3 separate regions of the Mus musculus genome follow, and regions 1 and 3 are each linked to region 2. A link is a contact called in public Hi-C data. All regions are on one chromosome and are shown on one strand. Each heading gives the region's core, a stretch centred on a gene start, on an enhancer-like site or on the middle of the called end of the contact. The rest is flanking DNA. Distances are from core to core; before and after follow the strand shown. Region 1 overlaps Sv2c (synaptic vesicle glycoprotein 2c). Region 2 holds the start of Sv2c (synaptic vesicle glycoprotein 2c). Region 3 overlaps Sv2c (synaptic vesicle glycoprotein 2c).

The links. Hi-C and Micro-C count contacts between places; a contact is called where the count stands out from the background.
Region 1: a contact with region 2 is called in a Hi-C map of the N1E-115 cell line, with 2.6 times the contacts expected there. The contact joins the enhancer-like site here to the promoter of Sv2c in region 2. A contact is called at or near these places in 2 of 39 promoter capture datasets (hippocampal neurons and macrophages), 2 of 484 Hi-C or Micro-C datasets (the N1E-115 cell line and cardiomyocytes), 1 of 115 datasets of contacts at active chromatin or transcription factors (embryonic hindbrain) and 3 of 9 other capture datasets (adipose tissue, liver and pancreatic islet).
Region 3: a contact with region 2 is called in a Hi-C map of olfactory sensory neurons, with 1.9 times the contacts expected there. The contact joins the enhancer-like site here to the promoter of Sv2c in region 2. A contact is called at or near these places in 1 of 39 promoter capture datasets (macrophages), 1 of 484 Hi-C or Micro-C datasets (olfactory sensory neurons), 1 of 115 datasets of contacts at active chromatin or transcription factors (embryonic hindbrain) and 3 of 9 other capture datasets (adipose tissue, liver and pancreatic islet).

What each region holds. Positions count from the first base shown.
Region 1 is chr13:96,071,676-96,075,534 of GRCm38.p6, reverse strand. The region is part of intron 2 of Sv2c (synaptic vesicle glycoprotein 2c); the gene reads left to right. Among named protein-coding and RNA genes, the nearest start is that of Sv2c, 59 kb to the left of the region's middle. Within about 2 kb of position 1,729, at least 12 of the 459 cell types and tissues checked have an H3K27ac peak or open chromatin away from gene starts, as enhancers often do. A contact at or near this core is called in the N1E-115 cell line, where this site is marked.
Region 2 is chr13:96,131,075-96,135,007 of GRCm38.p6, reverse strand. It overlaps Sv2c (synaptic vesicle glycoprotein 2c), which reads left to right and starts at 2,431. Exons shown (of 13, transcript NM_029210.1): 1 at 2,431-2,560. Gm29543 (predicted gene 29543) reads right to left here and starts at 2,283. Exons shown (of 2, transcript NR_167969.1): 1 at 2,229-2,283; 2 at 758-1,648.
Region 3 is chr13:96,097,946-96,101,924 of GRCm38.p6, reverse strand. All of the region lies in intron 1 of Sv2c (synaptic vesicle glycoprotein 2c), which reads left to right. Among named protein-coding and RNA genes, the nearest start is that of Sv2c, 33 kb to the left of the region's middle. Within about 2 kb of position 2,449, at least 3 of the 459 cell types and tissues checked have an H3K27ac peak or open chromatin away from gene starts, as enhancers often do. A contact at or near this core is called in olfactory sensory neurons, where this site is marked.

The sequences.
Region 1 (3,859 bases), core at 480-2,979, 59 kb after region 2:
AATTTGATTGCTGTGTTGTATACCCTTATCGTGTTTGCTGTATTTGGGGATCCATAGCTGTGTCTCCTGGGGAATGGTCTCTTTGTCCTCCGTGTCTACTTCAGTGTCTTTGATGGGCTTTTATCTGGGCTGTGAATATGCCCTCTGGCTCTGTTTAGCCTCCTAGCTGTCACCTCAATCTTAATTGAATTTTAAAATTATTAGCTCATGAAGTACAGCCTGTATGCCTATACTAGCAAAATCTTATTTGGATTCATTATTGCCAAACAAGAAAATAAGATTAAACAATCTATCACCAATATAGTCCTCTAGTTCTTTGCATTCTCCTGAGGAGAAATGTTTCTGACACCAGAAAAGAGCTTGACCAAAGTTGCCTGCAAAACACTGGTCCATCCACTGATCTGATGGGACAGAAAGTAGCCAGAGCTTCAGGCCACATTCTTAAAACATCTGGTAATGTGCAATCGATGCAAAGTGTATAGAAAAGAGAATGATAATGGCTCACACCCCTGGGGATGCCCTCTATTCCACAGTAGGTCTACTAGGATGCCTACTGTACATCTCTGGGAATGTGCACCATCCCATGGTAGGTCCATCTCTAGGTAGGCATGGTCTACTATATTTCCTAAGCTTAGTGTGAGCTTGTGGGAAGCTGAAACAAGAGAATCAGAGTTCAAAGGTAGCCTGGGCTACATAGACTGCCTCAAAAACAAAAAGTCAAGCCAAACAAATAAACAACAAAACAAGCAAAAGAATAGGGTAAGGATATGAATTGGTACAAGAGCCCATGTGAGCTTGAGGACCTGGGTTCATGACCCAGCGCCATTCCATAGAAACAATTAAAAATGGGATAATTTAACACATCACAGAACTAACACACACACACGCACAGAGAGAGAGAGAGAGAGAGAGAGAGAGAGAGAGAGAGAGAGAGAGAGACTACATTAATTTTCTGTGTTCAGAGGGATGCTGGAACTGATGATCATCCCTGCACAGATGAGAGCTATTTTCTCTCTTTCTCTGCCTGTTGCCAGAAGCTTCCCAGAATTCAGGGTCCAGATGGGCTCTGCTCTTAGTCAGTCATGGCTCCTCTTGCAGCGTCCCCTAAGCAATTTCAGACTAACTCAGGGCCCTGGTTTTACTATTTTGACCTCTCATGAATATGCCAGATTGGTGACTTTGGTTTCTTTCCCTGGGCAGCATTTGAAGGAAGGATTTGGTTTCAATGAAATATGTTTCTTAAAAGCCAGAGGGGGCTAACATAAGACCTCAAATATTCAGCAGTTAATTATTAATTTATGTGGAATCAGATAATCATAAAATGTCACTTGCTGGTAGAATTTTTTGCTAAATGAGAACTTTTTGGAGGTTTTTAGGGGGTGAGGATAAAATAAGCTGTTAGAGCCAAAGCTCTTTTGCTAGAACTATGGAAGTCAATGTGATTTACATACTTTCTAAATGTCTCAAAAAAGCAAAAGCAAAAACAAATGAAGAAAACCATAAACAAATTACAAACCTCTTAGGGTGGGGTGTAGCTTAGTGGGAGAGATGGGAATTGCCTCCCAACGGTGGTAACTAACATGGTGAGCTTTTGTTTCCTGAAATGTTAACACACTATAAAACAGACACACAACTAAGACCACGCCCTGATGGCTCAGCACAGCCTCAGTGCTATCCTTTCCCTCCGTGCCCTTTCTCTCCTGTCCGTGCTGCCATCTGAACTGTGCCTGATTCATCCTTTGATGCTCTGTGCTGTGGTGTAAGAAGCTGAATAATTAGATCTGTTGATAAACAGCAAAGTGCGTATGAGCTTAACTCTCCAGCCAGGACCCCATGGCACACATCCAAGACATGAAGATCAATGCCAGGCGCGTAGCCAAGTGGGCTAAGGATGCTGGCGATTTGACCTTTTGGTCCATTACTGTAATTCTGTTTCTCTAGACTCAAACAAGACTAATGACCGTGCCTCAGTTAAAAGCCTTACATCAGCAGCTTAATTTTTTTCCTATGGTCAGAAAAAAAAAAAACGATTTAAGAGTTTGGAATTGATACACCATAGATTGAAGGCTTCAACGTTTTAGCTTCTTTACTCACTGGGACATGGTCCCCATCTATAGCTGTTCTTTTATCTTCTGGGCTCCCTTCTTGTGATGAATTCTCTTGTCCCCACAGCCTGCTTGCCATTTGTGTTCTGATATTCCACATCCTATCCATGACTAGTTAGTATGCAGGCTAGTGTGAACTCTTAGGAATAGCCTTAAACTACATAATTCAGCCTGCTATGTTCCTCTCTATTTGCCACTCGATACAACTCTCCAGATATTCCAGCATAAGGGGAAGTTAGAGTTCAGATAAACTTGAACTCTCACACAATCTACTTAAATTTAAAGTGTAGAAATAATAGTGCAATTTTTCCCATAAAAATGCCATGTGTGATATTTGGGACATACTGATACTAAAATAATAATAATAATTTATCATTTGATCATCTGGCATTAAAATTTATCTGGATGACTTTGCTACTGCCTGTGTTGGTAAAGGGAGAGTAGAGAGAGTTGTATGCTAATACCAGGTCTTCTAGGAGCCTGGTATTAGCATACAACTCATTGATCTCCTTGTCTCTCTTTATTGGAGTCACATCCAGTGCTGGCCAGAGCTTAGGAATCAGTGTATCAGAATTTGGTATGTGTGTCTTACCCCATCTCACCATGCTTTCTTATTCAAAATGTGAATTTTAAAACTACATCATCTAGCCCAGCGTTTCTAAGACATAATGGCATTTGCAAGGCCTGGGGATATTGTGAGTGTGTGGTTTGGGCATTGCAGATCTGGAATCAGCCTGCTGAGGCTGGAGGTGTAACCCTCACATTGAGTGGTACACACTGAACCCTGTTCTTTCGCTTTTAGGTTTCCCCACCAACATCCCTGGCAGTTGTGGTAAGGATTAAACAGTTGCCAGGGTGGGAGCTTGGGGAAATAGCAGCACAGAGTGGAAATGTTTGCCTTACTTACCAGCATACAGTAATGACCATGGGCAAATGGTGCTACAAACCATTTCAGGAGAGGTAGTTCTTTGTTTTTTTTTTGTTTTCTAACAGCCAATATCAACAGCTGAAGGATATACATTTTTTTGCACTAATAGACAGTAGCTATATATTTTATGCCTTTTCCTTCACAGTGTGGGGAATCTCACATCTCTAACCACATTCACAGGCACAAATCCTGGTGTGGGTTCCAAGTGTGCAGGGCTTAGTGTGACTTTATTTTGTGGAAATAGCTTCTTGGTGCCAGTGTCATGGTGATGCAATTAGAATATGGTTCCTTCAGATCATTTTGCCCTGCTTATCCAGCCCCATGAAATGTAATGAATTTTCTCTGAGTAATTTTGTTTTCTCAGGAGAACATAGTTAGACCAGAAATAAATGGTACAATTGTGTTAGACTAGCTGTTTGAAAACTGTATGAATCACGCTGCTCACTGGAACAAAACCAAGTCTCGCTGTGGGGGTCAACTTCACGTAAACACACATGCCTACCCGGGGATAGACCACAGAGGTAAGAAGTGCGTGCCATGCCGCTACCCAGTGCCTTCCTCCCATCTTATTGTGTTTATTTCCTGCTTAGTTGTGGTATGAGAGGAGATGGACATGAAGTCTTACCCCCAGCTGAGGAGCTATTGGGAATTGATTGCTTCTGGGAGGCAGAGCATCATTTGGTTTTCAGTGTTGCCACTGGTAGCTCTAGCATGCTCCAGTTGAAGAACACGTAGCCATGAATACAGCTTCAATGCAACTGGAATTTAATGAGATTTAAAAAAAAAAGAGGAGAGGAATTGGGTGGGAAGGGTTTGTAGATTTGGG
Region 2 (3,933 bases), core at 1,182-3,681:
CTTCTCTAAAAAGTGAAACCAGTTTGCGGATGCAAAGACAGATCCTATTGGCTGCTCAGGAAGACTTGGTTTTTGAGGTGAATTTTGAATGAAATTCTTTTTTGGTAGAAAGGTAGTGACTTCAAGAGCCCTGAGGTGTGGTGACTACAGGGCAGTTATGCATCTTTACCTACATAGGCTCCTATGAGACCAATGTTTTTAGAAGAGAAAAAATGGCTGACACTTGCTAGTAAGTGTGCTCAGCGGGACCAATGAAAGCTATCTCCCTCCCTCATCATCACCAAAGGAAACCCCTGTACTTCAAAGACACAATGTTTAAATGCCATATATAGCTCAGCTCTGTCTAGGGGAACTACAGGAGCTGTTATCTTCAAATGTAGCAAGAAGGGAAAATCCAGAGCTAGAAAGTCCACTCACCCTGTGAGAGTCCATGGACCCCACAAGAACTGGTTGAAGGAAGAGTCCCATACCAGGAAGTGTGTTAACTGTTTTTTGTTTGTTTGTTTTGTTTTGTTTTGTTTTTTAAGGTTCATCTCATTGTTCTCTATACATCCATCATTTGGAGAAATAATAAATTACTATGCAACTATTACTGGCACGCCCTCAAAGAGGTATCCATCAGGGCAGTAAATGAATTACCAGCACCTTTTGCAACGCCACATAGATCCAGATACGATTTACGTTTTTAAAAATTTCACACCGATGCTGGAGCACACCTGTGCCTACATGGTATCTTACATTGGTAGCAACACAGATGTTTTACCCCAAATAATTGTTTATTAAGTAAGAATGCACAGGAAGGATGTCTAAATGAGTGGGTTAATTTTTAACCATTCCAATCATTCATCTCACAGCACCACAGTAAGTGGTACAAACCGCAAAGCATTTAAGCAAAACACACAATCCAGATGGATTTTTCAAAGATCGGTCCAGAAACTGTAGGCTCAACAGGGCCTGGGAATCCTGAGTCTCGGAATGCCAGAGCAGCAAGGAGGGGCAGCCAGAGGTTGGAGGCTGGTTCCATTTTCCTCTCTTCATCTCATCTTGAATTGTGGCACACACGGATTATAGCAAGCTGGAGTTATCTGTCCCAGGCGGTCCACGTGGTCCCCACCAGCTTCTTTAGCGAGAGCCTCCAGACCGCCTGGATCTCTGAAGAGCCCGGCTGCTCTTCTCCAGCAACACAAACATTTACATGCATTGTTTACTTATGTATCGGCACAGCCAAGCATTTAGCCACCTATTCAATCTTTCAGGCTATTTACTCTCGCATGAACTCATCCAGGGAGAGATTGTGTGAGAGATCTACCCACTGCAGCTCCCACCAGCGCCTCGCTTTGTCTCGCTCCTCGGGGTTACCATTACAAGGGTAATGATTGCGCGGCGGGCACCTGCCGGGGGTCGGGGAGCTTCCAAAGTACACGAGTTTCACGAGAGCTCGGAGCTGGTAGGGTCTACTTTATGAGGATGTCTGGCTTCCCACTTTGTCCCTTCCGATGAGCGGATGGGTAACAGGATGACGCTCTGCCCTGCCAAGACGGAGTAGATACTTGGGTGTGGTCTCTCCAGGATGAGTTCCAGTTGGTATAGTCCAGCCCCAGCGCTAAGGTGAGGCTAAGGTTGCCGTTTCTCACCCTCTAAGGCATTCCTGAGAACAAGAGCAATATTCTCACCTCTCTCTCTCTCTCTCTCTCTCTCTCTCTCTCTCTCTCTCTCTCTCTCTCTCCTATTAAAAATGCTAGAAATCCCCCCACCCGGAGTTCCGGCTGCTCCCTGGCCCTCCCTGGTTTAGGGACACATACACACATCCCGCACGTGGAGTTCCTTCCGCTACACCCCAAGTTTTGTCTCGTGTGCTAGCATGGAGATTGGGGGGTAGGCGGGGGTGATCAGCTACTCCTGACTTACGGAAAGCCTAGTCAAAATTAACCAGTTCCAGGCTCAGAAACAGAACAAAAGCCCTCCTTCCCGAGGCACTGGCCTCCAGCAATCAACAATTTCCTTGTGCTTTGATGGACCCGACCCAAGGGGCTGCCAAACGAGCAGCGCACAGTCACACTCGGTGACTAATTCAGCACGGGTGCCTTATCGACGCCCCCCACCCCGCCTCCTCCTCCTGCTACAAACTGAGCTCTGACTTCTCCAAAAGTACCTGCCACTTGGAGCCAACCCCCACCGCACCCCTCCCCACCCCCGACCCGAACCGCAGCAACACCTCCGCATCATACCGGGAGCTCGCCCAGCCTTGCACAGCGCCCTCCTCCCCCGCGCGCCGTAACCCCCTCCCTGCGCATCGCTTGTACTCTAGCCACGCCGCCGCCCGCCACTGCAGCACCGAAGGGAGGAGGCGAAGGAGGAGGACCGCAGCGTGGCCGCCGGGAGCCACTTTCCCGCCCCTCCTCTCGCTGCCGACTAGCTCAAAGGAGTCACCACTGCGCGCGCTGCAGGAGAGAGTGGCAGACCGAGGCGGCCCCGGGCTGCAAGCGGAGGGGTGCTCGCAAGGCGACGGCTGCAGTGCAGAGCGGTGGCTCAGGGCAGGGGGTCCCCGGCGCCTGAAACGGTGAGTAAGGAGTCCCCCGCAACCGTGGCAAGGGCTCGTTCCGTGCTAGGTTTTTCTTCTGTGCCGGGAGACCCAGCGTTGTAACCAGAGAACTTTTTGCAGCCTTCCAGAAGCGCAACTAGCGCAACTTTGCCAGCTCTGGCCCGGGAAAAGCGGCTGCAGGTGAGGCAGGCTGCCCGCTGGGTACCTGTGTTGGGATGGCAAGCAGGAAATCTCACTGAGGCAGTCGAGTGGCCCCGGGTTTACTAGGCAGAGGCAGGTTAAAGGTGCGCTATGTTCGGGATTCAAGGGCAGGTGGGTGGGCAGCTGCAGGCATCTCCCGACTTCTTTGGGGGCGCAGGGGTGGGGGAGTTTCAGGGAGGGCTGGAGAGACTATTCAAAACAGGCAGCCGGGAGCGCCCACTATCAGCGAGCCATCCCCGCAGCCTCTGGCTCAACTTTTTCTGCGGGGAACCCTCTGCAGATGTGCAGAAGTGGTTGGAAAGCACGGGGAGCCGCAGTCGGCTCTGCGGGAGGCTAGCAGAAAACCCGTCAATTTTCAAACTCTTACACACACACACACACACACACACACACACACACACACACACACACACAAGCTGAAAGCAGGAAAGCCTGCTGTGGCCCTTTGTAAGAATCAACACTTCTCCAACACTGCACCTCTATTGAGCAAAACCCTATCGAGCGTCCACTATGCGCCTAGGGGCGCAGCGAAGCGCATCTAAGAGTGAGGATTTCTTAGGAGAGGGACTGTCCCCAATGATGATGATGATGATGATGATGATGATGATGATGATGATGATGATGATGGCAGCAACAATTACTACCGAGGTATCTAATTTAAGGACAAGAGGAAATGGGCGACAGGTCACCATCTTCTCTTGGTGGACTTTTCCTCTCCAACTGGGCTCTAGAATCGAGAATACTTTCTCCCGCGAACTGGAACGCCTCTGGCCAGGAAGGAAAGAAAGATTTTAGAATGCCGGGATGAACTTGGCTGGGGAAGCCAGCACCCCACCTCAGATACAAGGAGCATCTCTGTGGGCGTGCGGGAACCTCAGTCCGCCACGCGCGGGGGCGGAGAGGGAGGAGCTGAGTCACCAGCTCTGGAAGTACCGCCTGGACCATGGGAGCGGGGGGGGGGGGGCGCTCGCGTCACCCTCTACGTGTGGGCGTGATGCAAATACAGCCCCGCAAGGGGAGGGCGCGGTGGAGGGAGGGCTAGGAGACCCAGCCTGTCTGGGAGCGCGCGCGTGTGTGCGTCAAAGGCTCCGGAGTGATGGATGCCCTGTGGCGCGCCCTGTGCAGACGGCAGCGACTGGAGGGACTCGGGTGGGAGGATAGACTGCGGCAGGGGTGGCAGGGGATGCCGG
Region 3 (3,979 bases), core at 1,200-3,699, 33 kb after region 2:
CCAGCAAATAGGATTTATCTTTGCCTGATAGTGTCTTTGCCTGACGTTGTTTATTTTTCTTTGTTTAACAAGTGGTTTGATGATATGTTCACGTTCTTTTAGGTGCTAGGATTTAGATGCAAATGACCCAGAGAGAGAGTCTTGCTTGTCGTGAGGGTTATCGTGTGGGGTAAGTCAGACAATGAACAGTTAATTCTGTGTACTGTGTTGTCAGAGTAGGTACTGATCAAGGGTACTGCTCAGTACCCTTGGTGATGTAGGGGTGCTATGGCCTGTGGCTCTATGTGGTGCCACTTTTAGCTTGTATTTATTTATTTATTTATTTATTTATTTATTTATTTATTTATTCTTGGAAAGTGAACTTTATATGTAGCTGAAGACGATCTTTCCTGGGTCTGCCTCCCAGAAAAAAAGTTGGGAAGGGGTCTCCAGCAGTGAACCCGGGTGAAGAACATCCCAAAAAGATGGAATAGCAAGCACAAAGACTCTGAGGCATAAGGGGGGTTGGCATGTCAAAGGTCAGTATGGCTACATAGAGAGAAGCCAATGGTGGACAGTGAAACTGGGAAGCTGTATCAGGTCACGTGGGGCCAGGAGCACGGGAAGGAAACCCCTCAGGAGCCTACAGAGGGGAGGAATGTCTTCTGTCCTGTGATTGGAAGGATTTCTGTGACTTATGTGTGGAGAGGAGACACCAAAGGGCCAAAGATAGGACCTCGTCCACAAAGAGGATGCCCTCAGAGTGTTCAGCTGACACGTGATGTTATTTAAGGCAAGTGACTTGCTCAGAGATCGGGAGAAGGTGCCAGACATTTTCTGGATGTCTTAGCTGCAACTTCTTCCTTTTTGTTTAAGAAACACTTCTAAGGTTTTTTTGTTTGTGATGAATCTTCGGAAGTATTCCTGTATATGATCAGTTGCCAATCATGTCTTTCTGTTGGTCAGGAATGAGCTTTTCTGGGGTCCAATTTGCAGTGGATTTGGAGACCCCAAAGCTAACAAAAACCATCTTAGTTTTGGGGCATGTGGTCAAAGGTGAATGATACTTGGCTCTAGAAACAGGATAGTCCCAGTATCCAGCATGGGTGTGTGTGAAAGACTCAGACTAGGTTTGGGTTGTAGGCTTTGTGGTTTACTTCAAATCTATATTGAATTCTTGTTACATGTTTTCATTAGCCAGTGAGCACCTCTATTTGTCTACCCTTGGGCTAATTATCTCAATTTAGGCCCTATCCACTCCATAGTATCAGCGTTTAGCTCCTGGGGTACTGCAAGGCGATTGACTGTAGTGTGTTCCCACAGGAAGTAACATCCCTGGATGAAAAGCACCCAGAGACCTTTATTTCACTTCTGTGTGCTTACAGTTGTGGGTGGTTTGCACCCACTGCATAGCAGACCAATTTGCTGCATGCAGTGAGCTTTGAGATCGTCTCAGGCATTAAGAATCCAAGATCAGAGCCGGGCATGGTGGCGCACGCCTTTAATCCCAGCACTCGGGAGGCAGAGGCAGGCGGATTTCTGAGTTCGAGGTCAGCCTGGTCTACAAAGTGAGTTCCAGGACAGCCAGGACTATACAGAGAAACCCTGTCTCGAAAAACAAAAACAAAAAAGAATCCAAGACGAACCAAAACATTGCCCCTTCCCTTATCGAACTTGGAATCCATCCATGTGTTTGGATGGCTTCTGACTTTCCTTGTGACTCTGGGAGCAAGTCAGTTCTCATATACTGATGTGATATTCAGTAGCCCAGGTAGAGGGCCCTCAGTGCAGAAGTACGTCCTGTCCTCCAAAATCCAACCTTCAGAGCCAACCTCTGAGCTTAAGCATTTGCAACTTACACTACTTGTTCAATTTTGTAATTGAGAAAGAAATATCTCAGAGGAGGGAGAAGCACTCTGTCTTTTCTTTACATCTTGTGAATGAGTTAGCTCAGCAGCTCTTGTCTCCCGAGAGAGTAAAGATTTTACTAGAAAATAGAAATGAGAGTGTTTTTTTTTACAGTATTCCTTTAACATCTTACATTGTTCTTCCTATTACACACACACACACACACACACACATTCAAGCACATATGCACATACATGCAGGAGAGAGAGAGAGAGAGAGAGAGAGAGAGAGAGAGAGAGAGAGAGAGAGAGAGAGAGAGAGAGACAGAGAGAGATAGAGAGAAGGAAAGAGAGAGAGAGATCCTTGAAGTGAAGACCTGCCTCTCCAGGCCCGTTTCTCAGCCCACAGGACTGCTGTGCACCCACTAAACCCTGAACACACAGAGCATAGAGTCTTGTGCTGGTGCAGAATTCTTGCTTTTTCCAAGCTCTGTGGGGAACTTGTGCATCAATAACCTTCTTGGTCCCAAAGCTGCTTCTCCCTAGAGCCATAGAGTATCTATGGCGATGTTTGGGGAGGCTCTGGCCCCTCCTTTCTGGAGACCACAAGCTAGGGAAACATGGCATTGGGTATTCCACAGGGACAGTGCTCTGGGGATTTTGTCTCTGTGCTCAGGTGTGGCCCAAGTAAACACAGGCAGCTGCATTTGTGGCCACTTTCAGGAACCTGGCAAAATGAAACATTTACCAAGTAAAAGTTAGACAAAGCAAAAGGAAACCATGAGATACTGAGGGGGAAAAAAGCACACCAGCTCACCTGTTGAAATTCCTGGGGCTTAACTGGGGTCTGGGGAGGTTCTTGCCGTCAATCAGGGTGATGCAAAGGAGGCAGAGGTGATTCTCTGGCTATGCTTTCACATTGCACCAAATCTCTACAAAGTTGCCAACCACATGACCCTGGTTCCTGCAGCAGGATGGACAGACAAACTAGAAACACACATGCCTATTAGGGTTTTCCTTTGTGGGCTAAACCTTGGCAGACACGGCAGTGGTAAATGATGGAGAGAGTGAGTCTCAGCCCCTTGACATCCAGCTATGCTCTTAGGGTGGGGCAGGGCACAGCCAACCTAGCCAGTTATCGGTCTTTCCATTCTGGAAAGAAAACTTCAGCATCACTGCTAAGTGATAAGTTCTGACTACAAGCTACACTCTTCCATTCTTTAATACCGAGTCAACTGGCATTCACCAGCTAGAAGATCCTGTTGGCCAAGTGTGGCCTTTCTGTTTTAGTCTTAAATCACTCTTCTTGCCCATTTCGAGTTAGTGCTGTCAGGCTAATACGGACAAAAGCAGTGCTGGGGCCCACGTGTGTATCTGACTCCTAAACAAGACCACCATTTATGTCTACAACGTAGCTCATTTCAAGATGTTTGAGGTGCCTGTTTCTCAAGGGATGCTGAGTTCTTATAAGGAATGGGGAGCACCTATTGTACTGAGGAAATAGACAGGACGTATTACTGCTTTTAGTTTTTCATCTTTAAGTCAATGAGTATTTAGCTGGCTCTATAGCAACCTTTAAACATACAAGGTAGACATATCTAATTTATAGATGATGTGTTGTTTTTTTTAAAAACAAAACCCCAAACATTCCATTTTACCAGTAAAGACTAAGGAGCCAGAAACTGTGGTGAACGCCTGCTAGCTCAGAGAGGCAGAGAAATCATCCAGCTGACCTTCCTCCTCAGCCGACACCCCAAAAGGATGTTTGCCTTCTCCACACTATCTCCAAAACCCCTAAAATTGAATGCCCCTCCCTTCCACTTCCCGTGTGTCTCTCTATTCATCCTCCTGACTCCCTCTTACTCTCTGTGGGTTTTTTTTCCCCATGTTCACTTCCTGTCAACTGGTTGCTTGCTCCACCTCTTGACCTGTGGTTGACTTTATTTAATCCTGTTGACAATAAACTGGAAACTCTTGAATTAAAGGTGTGTACTAGGGCTGAGCTACACCACAACTAGAAACAGGATTTCCGGTAAGTAACACAATCTCAGGGTTCTCAGTGCCATGAAGTATCCTGTAACCGTGGAATTAATTTGTTTTCCTTCTACTTCTCTTTATTCCCTTAAAAATAGGGAATAAACTCTTTAAGCCCT